Regions from separate parts of the Drosophila melanogaster genome. Here region 1 is linked to region 2. The links are chromatin contacts, called in public Hi-C maps. All regions are on one chromosome and are shown on one strand. The core of a region is the stretch at or near the end of the contact, and the rest is flanking DNA. Distances in the headings are between cores, read along the strand shown. Region 1 holds the start of Tsp96F (Tetraspanin 96F). Region 2 holds the start of Ssadh (Succinic semialdehyde dehydrogenase).

Region 1 (5,832 bases), core at 2,898-5,397, 250 kb after region 2:
CTCGTGTTATCTCACTTCTCGGGTTATCAGCAAACGAAATATGAACTTTTCTTTGGATTTCCGCTAAAAGAATTCCGGTAATGTATTTCTTCTTAAATTTTCCTACCCAGATATTAAACACTAAACTTGCTATTGCCAATCCATCCACCAGAAAAATGTTGTTCCGCTCGTGCAATGAGTAAGAGAATCTAATATAGAGGTAATGACTTAATGGGTTGGTCGAGGTGTCTATGCAAGTTCATTAATTATTCAGCAAAATTATTCATCGCAGGGAAATTGAGTGTGCGATGAGAGCTAATCAAGAGATGTAAACAAGTGCACATATTACATGGGAAATATGTAAATTTAGAACCACTTAAGAACCGATGGCTAACTGAGAAGCATTTCCAAATACAAAACACTTCTTATCTCGTATTTTTTCTCAGCCCGCAAGCTTTTGTAATTGCCAAGAGCATCAGTGCTTTCCGATAAGATTACGCAGTGGATCTCGCAATAAGCAAATATCTATTTAACTTAAAGATACAGCAAAATATAAGATACAGTTTTTGGCGCCCAGGAAAAACGGATGAAAAAGCATGAGGAAGTCTCGTAAATTTCATGAAAATCTTATGAAATATAAGAGAAGCGGAGACCGGCTTTTATGTGGGTGGTCCACGAAAGAGAGAGCTGCCATAAAGTGAGCGAGACAAAAAGTGTGCCACAAAGTGCACGATATGCTGGCCCTAAAGTTCATGAATGTGCATGTGTGCAGCTAACGGAAAAACTACTCATGGAAACGTAATACAATGTTGCCCCATTCGAGGGCAGTTTATTGAGTAAGTACATTGTAACCAGAAGCCCTTGTTTGCATAGATTTTACTTATTTTTCCAGGTCAGGTTTTCGGGTATGGATCAGTAACATAATCTTGAATTTGTTCATGTGTTGAATTAAAAAAAAAAATGTTTCTGAAGAAGAGGTTTATTCCTAGAGCTCTTATAAAGTATGTGTATGTATATACTACTTTGGATAAACCTCAATTCCCTTATCCTTTTAGGGAACAAAAGTTGACCTCGTTTTGAATCAGTCCCATTATCCCTGAACGAACTGAATCCACGCCTTGTTTGTAGCTCTGTTTGTTGGAATTTTTACGATTCCCCGAACGTTTTCACACACATATATTTTTACACATCTGACACTATGTCGCGTGTCCAGGACAAACAAACAAAAATCCTGCCGAATGGGCCAATAAATGTACAGAGTCCTTCGTTGACCCAGTTTTCAGAGCCGAGGCGTCGAAAGCGGAAAACGAGAGAGCATTTTACTGCTGCTAAATTGCAAAAAAAAAAATAAAATGGGGCCAAAAGGCAGCTGGGCTTGCATTGCATGTCCAGTCACAGTTTTGTCCCACAATTAACCGCATCGATGGCAAATCGCAGCCAACAGCCATCATGCATCAGCCATAAGCTGAAAATACAAACTGAAAAATGAATGAAGCGCCACTCATGAATAATTGAGTGAAAAATAGCACAGCGAATTAAGTATGTAGATGTGACATGTCACAGCGAATTGAAAATAGATACAGGCCAGCTTCGTTACTTGGAGAAATATTTTTAAATATTATTTTATTCACAGCAAAAGATTACATTTTTTTCAGGAATTTAAGAATTCTGCACTATGGAAGTCTGACTGTGCTGAAATAAATGGTTTTTTTAGTGGGTGGACAGGATAGGATTGTCAGATGGTCGACCGAATATTTGGAAATCTTTCAGTTTTGGTCACTGTCAACTTCAATGACGACAGCGCCGGCCGTTTAGCATTTTAGACGCTTATGGCATAGGCCTCCCCCAGCATCTTGGATGTGGGATATCGGCCCCATTGGAGCGTCAGCGTCCTCAGAGATCGTGGCGTTTGATCACGATGCCCCACGGCGACGATGAAAATGGAAATGTTTGGAAATCGATGCACAGTGGAGAGCGAGATTCAAAACTAATCGGACAGTGGTCATTTTTTGCGAAGTTATATAAAAATACTATTATTAAATTTATTATGGCTTTGTGGGGTAATTGATAACATGCCCTGGCTAAGAATAGCCTCAAAACAATGTATAAAAAGTCTTATATAAAATAATATCTGACGCACTTTCATCCATAAATCGCTCTAAAAATAGTTCAAACGATTAGTGAAACGAACTGCATCACAAACACATCACAATTTCTATCGCTCATTGTTCCTCCACTGAAATCAAACACACCACTGTGCATCCAACAACAACAACGATGAATACTAAAACATCACAGATCAAGGAACATTACACAGAAACCAATTATTGGATATAATCTTATTGGGATCGGTTAATTTTAATTTTTTTTACATGACATATATACAATAAACGAAAAATAATTGAAAGGTATTCGAAAGTTTCCAAACACGAAACTTGGCTAGGCATCAGTATTTTCTTTCTGTGTACAACAACGAAAAACTGAACGGACGCGTAAGTTTGTGTTGTTCCTCGCCCGTATTCGAAAATAGCTTTTGACTAATAAATACTATAGACAGAAATCGAAAAAAGGCAGCAACAATCAACAAACGAACGAAAAAAAAATTAGAAATCAGCCCGCATAAGAATCAAAATTTTAAATTTGTTGCCCAAAGGAAAAGCGAAACTGATTTCGCAAGCCGCGGAAGACAAGAGGAAACCCCAAGAAAAACTCAAGGAAACTCAAAACAAACGCAAACAATCGCTGTGGCAGATAGTAATTGAATGGAAACAATTGAAAGCCTAACGAGGCTATGTTGAAAGTCGAAAATTGCGTAAAACAACAAGCAGATAAGTTGGCCAAAGAAAGTAAAACCCTTTTTTTTGGGGTGAGGAGAGGTCCTTTTTTACCGAATTAAGCCAACCGAAGTTTGTAAAAATATCAACGGCACGTATACGTTATAAAAATAATAAAACAAAAAAAGAGAGACAGGAAGAGACAGAAGCAAAAGAAAAACAACTGAACAAACATGTGGAGGGAAAAGAAAACAGTGGGAGGTGGGAATGGAGATGCTTAAATGTTTATCTGTCTGTGTGTGTGTGTGTCCCCTCCCACAACGGAACTTCTATTGTTTTTATGCGGGAGTACGAGCAGAGCGGTAGGGAGTGCGAGCGGGAGATGGAGAGATACAGTGATGTCGCTTTTAAAAGCCAGTTGAAGTTTTGAAGTTATAAATGGTAGAAAATAATTTAAAGTCAAATAGTTCATAACAAACAAAACCGATTTGTTTAATTTCAAAAAGAAAAACCCTTCTATTAATGTTTTTAATTAACCGCGTACTTGAATATTTATATAATCTTGTCCATTTAATGTTTTTAAGCCCGCTCATTAAAAAAAAAATATTTAAGTTAATATATTATTATATTTATTTTATTATTTATTTATTTATATTTTTTACTTCCTTTTCGATTAAATATTTCAAGCCGTACTTAAATAAGTTTCAACTTATGTTTTGGGCACCTCTGGGATCGAGAGAGTGGAAAGAGGGACTGAAAGAGCGGTAGGACTCCAAAGAGCGTGCGCACGGCTCCTCCCTCCGCCCGCGCGCCAAGCGTGAGAAAGAGGGGCGTAGGGAATACACAACACACACACATTCGCTCACGCAACACCCACACACACGCGCGCGAAAAGGAGGTCCGTGTGTTCCAGTTGTTGTTGTGATGGGAGAGAACCGAATCTCGCATTGTTGTTGTTGCTGCTGCTGCTGGAATCTACATACCCAGAATAAAATGTTTATAAGGACCATCAGATATTTGACGCACGAACAGCAGCCGTTGAGACCCATGGCGCGGATTGATATTCTTAAATAGGTAACTCCTTAAAAAGTAGCTGCAATTTAACTGGTTTTTCAACCACTTGGAGATGCTCTTTTTCCAAGGAACCCCGAACTGCAGTGTCGCCTGCACTTTTCGACCTTTTGCACTTTTTCAAAACACCCGCTCGATTGTACTATATTTTTCAAATTTTTTTAAAATTTCCCGTGCTAAAATCCACCGATTTGAGCCACTGTTTGCGCGATTGGCCGTTGCACCCGATTTGTTTTAAAAATTTTATTTGTGCATCGAGGCGTCCGTCCAACGTAAAATTCTTGTATCAGTGCGACCATTAGCTCGGCCGTTCAAATATACCAGCGGGTATAGAAAGGCTAAAAACCGAAAAGTGGTGACCCTTAGAAGATACCAAAGAAGTGGTTGAATAACTTTGATGAGGCTTAGCATGGCTTGCAACCTGCTTGGATTTGCAGCCTATACGCAAACCAAAGTGGCCTATCGATATTTTGGATAAGTTCTATTGCCAATTTTCCCAATAAAATAAAAACTTCACTTGAATGTTAAAAGTAATTTAGTTTCAGTGTTTACATAATGTTCAAATAACCTTTTGATTGTTATTATGAAAGTTAAAAATTAAAAATTTAGATATTCTAACTAACTATTATCCCCAATGTTTCAGCTATAATCACCATATTTAAAGTAGATTTCATTTTAAAGTATAAATTTGTGGTTGTTTACATTATTTTAACATGTCTATTTAATTATTACTATGAAAGTGGGTAATTGAAAATTAGGATATTCCAGGTTTTTGATTTACTTTGGCTATGATTTTCCCAAAATATTTAAATCTGTAAATGTAAACAGTTTGAAATGTGACCTTAATAGTTCATGCTTTGTTCATTCTTCTGCGAAACGGTCACACTGTTCGCGCAGGCGAAAATGGCCTAAAGCGTGAAATGTTTAATTCGTTGTTGTTTCTCCTCCGCAATAGTTACTAATAGAAACAAATGCAAAATGGCTGTCTAACGTTTAAGTGCAGCGACCGCCGAAGATCGTGGAAATATGCATGAAAAGCGGCTCGCAGGCAAATGAAAGGCGCGTGAAAATGTAGCAGACACCTTTTTATCGCGAAAACGAACATCGGTGCAAAGGGAAAAACAAAAACCAAGGAAAATACAGCCAAACGCGAATGTGAATGTGAAGGCAAAGTAAGCGAAAAGTCCCCCAACTTTTTTGGGGAGTATCGAGTGCACCACATACGTTTTTCAATATATATTTCGATTGCATTGAAATCAGAAACATGACAATTTCCCCCCTTCCCTTATTGCTGTTGTTGTTGTTGTCGGCTTGTTGCAAGTTTGTGTGAGTGTGTCTTGTAATTTTGTTACGCAGTGGAGCGAAGTTGGAGTTTTGTGGAATGGAAATGGAATGAAGTGGAACGAAGTGGAGTGTAACCAAACACGAAATGGAAAAACGAGGAAAAAACCTTAAAGCGCAGCCTAAGCTTTAGTCGTACTGAAAATTTCTCAAGCGCTGCAAGCCAGTCTTTGCCAAAGTAAAGCCCCTACCTCCCCCCCCCTCTTTTTGCATAATAAACGAAAAACGTTGCGCCCACTTTACGCACTTGTTTTTATGCTTTCCGCGTTCAGTGCACTTAAAAACTTAATTGGTTCCCCCGTCGGCGGTGCTAATGTAGCGCATTTCACTGTTTTCAACGTAAATATAATTATATTAGCAAACGTTTACAAGCAAGATTGGATTAGTAATATGTAGTAGCTTGCTAGAAATCCTAATAAAAATGTGAATAATAATATATACGGTTTCATTTAATATTTTGAAAAGTTTTAATAGAAAAAAGTACAGCTTTTCTAAAAGCTACCCTTATATTGTGTTTCTTTCTCACGAAATAAACTACTGTGTAGAAGGTAGCGGTAAATATTTATGTTTAAAGTCCACTCTCTTCTATGTTAGAGGTATACCCCTCGCCCCTTGGCCACTGCGAATGCTGTATCTTCGCCAATTTCACTTTCACATTCGTCGTGGG
Region 2 (5,950 bases), core at 190-2,689:
TTATCGTAGACGCTGTCCTGGACAAAGAATCTATTGGCGGAGACGCAGGTCTGTCCGCAATTCCTAAACTTCGAGGCCATGGCGCCATCCACTGCTTTTTCAATGTCCGCCGAATCGAAGACAATGAACGGAGCATTGCCGCCGAGCTCGAGACAAATCCTTTTGATGCCATCAGCAGAGTTCCGGAACAGCAGTTTGCCCACCTCAGTGGAGCCCGTGAAGGATATACCCCTAACATCGGGACTCTTGCAGAAGAGATCGCCAATGGGAGCCGCTTTGTTTGTGGTGACCACATTTATCACACCCTTTGGAATGCCAGCGTCCACTGCCAATTTGGCCACAGCCAGGGCAGTAAGAGGAGTGTCTTCTGAAGGTTTCACCACGACCGTACATCCTGCGGCCAGGGCGGCTCCTGCTTTCCTCGTAATCATAGCCATCGGGAAGTTCCAGGGCGTAATCAGCGCCGCCACCCCAATGGGCTGCTTCATTACTATGATTTCGCGATTGGGCGATGCACTGGGCACAATTTCGCCGTAGATGCGACGGGCCTCCTCTGCAAACCACTCGACGAAGGCGTTTCCGTAGGCCACCTCCCCCTTCGACTCGTTGATCGGCTTGCCCGACTCGGCCGTCATTATCTCGGCTATCTCCTGCGAGTGCTGCTCGATCAGTTTGTGCCACTTCTGCAAGACGAGATTAGATTAGATAAGCAGAAGTAACTTGGAGACCAGAGGAAGAAATAATGACAATGACCTACAGTCGAACTTTCCAACTCTATAGTCCCATCATATTATATGATGGTCTTTATCTGTGGGGTCAACAATCAGCACCCCTGATAACGAGTGATCCCGGCACTCACCTTGAGCAGGTTGGACCGATCCTTGGCGGTCAGGGATCGCCACTCCTTGGACTCGTACGCCTGCTTAGCGGCGTCTATGGCCTTCTGGGCATCCGCCACCGTCATGTTGGGCACTTTGCCGATGACAGCACCATTGGCAGGATTCCGCACCTCGAAGGTCGCCTTTGCATTGCTGGAATCCACCCAGGCGCCATCCACCAGGGCCTTATCCTGCACCAGTGCCGAGAATCCTCGCATTCTGCAGAGGCTTAGGCTGCTTCCTGTTCGTGCGACTCCGCTGAGCTGTCGCCACATTCTGCCGGCTGCTAGAAATAAACAAACTAATTGCAATTAACAATTGGCTACTAATCGATTATTAACCGGTATGTGAGTTCGCTTGCTTTATCACCTTTTTATCACCTGCGGGGGGTTAGAGGCGTTTCTCTTATCTGCGACGTTATCGGGAAGACTCTCTGCTGTCCACAGCTGCAGTTCTAGCTTCTATTGGGCGCTTTGATTGGATTTAATTGATTTTAATTTTTTACGCTCCGAACCAGCAGAGCCTTAGAAACTGCCAACTCGTTTTTTTACTATCAACAGCAGATGTTCGCGCTCTTAGGAGCTGCCAACTGGCAGTCGCGAGTGAACCGCGAAAAATGTACCATTTGAAAAAAAAGAACTGCTTGATAACATTTACTTTTTAATTTACTCGCAGCGGATATTAAAAACATATTTTCAGCTTTTAAAAATATAAAATATTTAATAGAAGTACATCCATAACGCAAAAAATAAGAACCTAAATATCATATATTGATTTGCCATAAATATTTCGCCTGCTGTTATCGAATGACTTCGAGCTATCGATCTTCAGTTATGCAGCAATCACCTTCTGTCAGGCAACTGGGCGGCAGCCGTTTGACTTTCAAAAAGAAAAAGGGAACGACAAAAAAAAGAAAGTCCATTCCAAGTAAACTTCCTGATTCCCATTTTTAGTCGTTGCTTTTCAGCGATTTTAAGGCAGCGCCACTTGTCCCAGCAATCTCCGGACAATCGGTGCCTTTCGCCCGATCTGCCCGATCTTTTTTGCATGCGCCGCCAACGTGGAGCACTGTGCTCCATTTATTATGACTTTGTAGCCAGGCATCACGACCATAGATTTCACATATGCCGGCAGCGGTTCTGTCAGAAGGTGGGTCTCCTAACCCATCCTAAGCACTTAGAAAAATGTGTGCACTTAGGGCTTAAATTTGTAAAAATTAGACCGATATTCAGACAACTATCAGTTCTTTGTAACCACATTTTCCATAAAGTTTTAAGGATAAGCCAGAAAATGTTTTGTATAAATATTATAATACTAATAATTTTCTACATTTTACTTCAAATAGAAGTTAAGCTCCATTCATCTTTTTCTTAATACTCTTTTTGCTAAGTGCCATTTAGCATTAGACAGCGGTAGGTTCTGCCTACTGGGCTACTGGTCATGGAGCTTCCTCCTCCGGCGCCTCACCTGGTTGGGGCTTCCCTTCGCCCAGGAGCCCGCAATCTGTGTTGCAAATTTTGTCAATAAATTTTGGCTAAGAATGCCAAAACAGGCGGCCGCCACACGGACATCATAACTGTTAAGATAAGATTGTCCAGATGGCGATCGCATCCCCGGACCAGAACTGGAGCTACGGAATGAATTCAATTAGTTGTGATTTAAAACTAATTGAAAATGCGTCTAGCTCGGAAGCAATCGTGAATGCTGCCGGCTCCTGTCGATAGGTGTTTAAGTTATTTGTCTTAAGTGCTGCCGGGAGGTGTGTTTCCATGTCCCATTCCAGACTGATCAAGATCAGGATGCACGGAGAGAAATATTTCATATACTCATGAGTTGATATATCACAAAATCAGTATACCTAGTTAGCATAACATACTATTAGAATCCTTAAGAAGAGCTCTTCGGTCCCGTAACCCCTGTATCTTTTATGTTTTAAGAAGATATGTATGCGTATTTTAAAAAGCTAATCATTGAATAATAAGATAAAAGTATCTGCTTATTAGGTGAACATTTTGTCAGTGTTACCTTTTCAGCGAAGGCTCATCAGGAACCCATCTAATGAAGCAGTCAGTCAGTCAGTCAGTTCGTTGGCACTCGAAACCAATCTAATGTCTACTTAACTGCACAATTTTGACAGTTTTAATGCGCTGCCATGGCCGGCGAATTTATGGGGCCCCTGGTTTTTATAGAATGCAAACAATTGACAGCCCAGAAATAGGCAGCCGTGTGCCTTTTGTGCCGGCTAATTGTAATACGAAATCATAACACGCCATAAAAACGACACAAAGCTGGAAAGATGCGATCGCATCGTATCGTATAGTATAGTATAGGGATCATGGTCTTTGGGACCGGTTCTTCTGTGCTGTTTTCTATGTCTTTCGAGGCGGAGGCCCTGTGGAAGCCCAAGACGCCGCCCTGGCAGCTGGTCAATGGGAACAATGATGTGGCATTGGCCATCTCTTTCGTTGCAAAGATGCTCCGTCTCTTTCCATTTCGGTAGGATTCCAATACACTCTCTAACGCGAGGCAGTCGAGCCATAAATCATGTTTGGAAACACGTTCCTTAACGCGAGAATAAGAATAAAACATCTGTTGTTCGGTTGCTGTCGGTTTGGGATCTGATCTGGTTGCCTGGCAGCTTTCTTGCGAGGACAAAGGACTCGCAAGCTTAGGGCGCAAACTGGTTGCCAATTGTCCTGGCAATGTGGCAATGTGGCAAGATGGCACGAAAACAAAACAGCCGCCGAACAGATAAGTGTCGTGATCGACTCATGCAACAGCAGCAGCTGCTCCTCGGAATCAGCCATCCGAGGATGGGTTACAAATTAACCCATTGAGGACACGGAGGGCGGGTAATATAGTTCCCAAGCCAATAGCCAATATGCTATTCGAGAATTTCATTACTTTGTGCTTAGTTATGCACAAGTATCTCTATATGATAACTAATTGATATAGCATTGCTTCTTTATAAAGGAATACTTAATATCATTGGTATCATATATTTATTTGCCTTGGGGTTGGCAATATAAATGGGGCAGAGCTTAAGCTTTTATAGGGTTAATCTTCGAAAATGGCCGCGGCTTGCAGGATAACAGCTTTTCAGATATATGTGGGCTCTGTCGCTCCTGTTTCCTATCCCTCTGGCCGGTTCGGATTCGGATCCTGGTGGAGATCCTGCTGACTCACCTTGGCACGTGTGCTTAACGATCGCATCTGCAGCTGCTGGCAAGTCAAGTCGCAGGGAAATCGAAGAAGGACGCAGAAGGATAGAGACGGAGCTGAAGACGAGGACGAGGTCGGAGCAGCTGCCAAGATTCCTTAATTTCGAATGTCCCATCCTGAACCTGAACGAGGCGTCCTGAATGCGTCAGCAGATTAGCTCTGTCCGGGTGGAAGCAACACGTGTGCGCTTGTGATTGCGATCCCGGCGCAGGATACCCTCTCCTTTCCCCTATAACGAGCCTATTTCTTCCTTCTTTATTTTATTTTTTTTTTTGTGTATAGAAGGTCCCCGCAGCCTGGCTTAATTATTGTTTACCTTCGCATCAAGGTTACGGCATTATGATTATGCCCTACTTGATTATTATTTCATAATTCCGCCGCCCATTGTGTACCTCTCCACTTTCCCCGGCGTGTCCTGGCATGCACTGGAACTCGATCTCGTTGTCCTTGGGCCGCACAAAACGATCCCTTATCCGTATCCATTGTTGTCCTTCGATGTACGAAAATACGCCTGGCCAACCCCAAAGAATTCACACAACCGATCACCCGAATATTAAAGATTCCGAAATCTAGGCGTATCATAATACCCTTCGAAATGAATTGAAAATTGCTTTCCTAACGAGTGCTTTTGTGAAAATATCTTTCTTCCAGGCGCATCAAATTAAATTGTTATGTGAAAGAAAATTTCGAAAATTTCCCAAGTCAAAAAGTTTTTCATTTCCGATAATTTGATTGATTTCGGCGGGATTATGGTATCCTGCAGAGCAGAGGAGTTGAGTGTTATGTTTCAAACTTGTATTTTGCTAGTGTAAATATATGAAGTTTAGATTAATCCATTTGATTTGTAATTTCAAAACAGCATTGTGCAATAATTTATTATCTAAGGGTATTTTAATTACGAACTTCCTTTCGACCATTCATATTTATCTGCGCATAATCCTTCTGTTCGTCCTTCTGTTGTCTCTGGATAGGAAATATTAAATTGCGCATTCCGTTCGCGTCTCCTTCCCCAAAAGTTGGTAAAGTTCAAATTTGGTACATTTATTGCGACTTACTCATTGCGAAACCTGGATCTCCAAAAGTTGGGGTTGATTTTGAACTAGAAAATAAGCACAAATGCACTGCAATTATATTTGGTTCCTTTGGTTCATAACTGTCAAATATAATTGTCAAATGAAGAGAGTATTTACTTATAAACATTTTTAAATACAATTTCTTAACTTACTTATGTTACTTTAAGTTACATATGTACATAATCTACATTATTATCAGAAGAAGGTATTTTTCTTGCAGTGTAAAAGCAAATCAGCGTAGAATGGAAGACCTGAGCTCTTCACCAACTGCTAGGATTGGAAAAACTGTACCGAAAATCGCTTAAAAGCGCGTAAAACCTAGTTTCAAAAGCAATCGAACGAACTACGCATTGGGATTTGATCCTGGCATGAATCATACATACATGTGTGCGCTAGCATTGTTTTGTATAATTTATGCAACCCCAACCCCAACGCACAATGCCAAAGGCAGGGCGGAAATGGGGTGGCTCTGCTGCGCCACCCTCCCCTCCCCCTCCCCTTGCAGCATCTCCATCTATGGGGTAGTTCGATGGCAGGATGGTACACAAGAAAAAAGCGACTATGCTTAAGAAAAGGAAATTCCAAGACCTACAATACATGCATTTTATCACTAAAAAATATGCTATTCTATACATTTCACTTGGAAAACGCTTTACTAAAATACCATGATCTTTTAAAGATCCTTACTTGAGTTTAAGTGCTGAATTTCTTTGAGTGCACGCCTGGTGCTGTTCCTGGTGGATACCAGAAAAGTCTGTTGCGTAGTCCTGGTTCAAT

The links. Hi-C and Micro-C count contacts between places; a contact is called where the count stands out from the background.
Region 1: a contact with region 2 is called in a Hi-C map of the Kc167 cell line, with 9 times the contacts expected there. The contact joins the promoter of Tsp96F here to the promoter of Ssadh in region 2. A contact is called at or near these places in 4 of 107 Hi-C or Micro-C datasets (the Kc167 cell line, the S2 cell line and embryo).

Annotation. Positions count from the first base shown.
Region 1 is chr3R:25,877,280-25,883,111 of dm6, forward strand. It overlaps Tsp96F (Tetraspanin 96F), which reads right to left and starts at 4,148. Exons shown (of 5, transcript NM_001276048.2): 1 at 3,737-4,148. The coding sequence starts at 3,802. SppL (Signal peptide peptidase-like) reads left to right here and starts at 4,705. Exons shown (of 7, transcript NM_143180.2): 1 at 4,705-4,996.
Region 2 is chr3R:25,625,485-25,631,434 of dm6, forward strand. Ssadh (Succinic semialdehyde dehydrogenase) reads right to left here and starts at 1,440. Exons shown (of 3, transcript NM_143151.3): 1 at 1,248-1,440; 2 at 860-1,179; 3 at 1-683. The coding sequence starts at 1,153.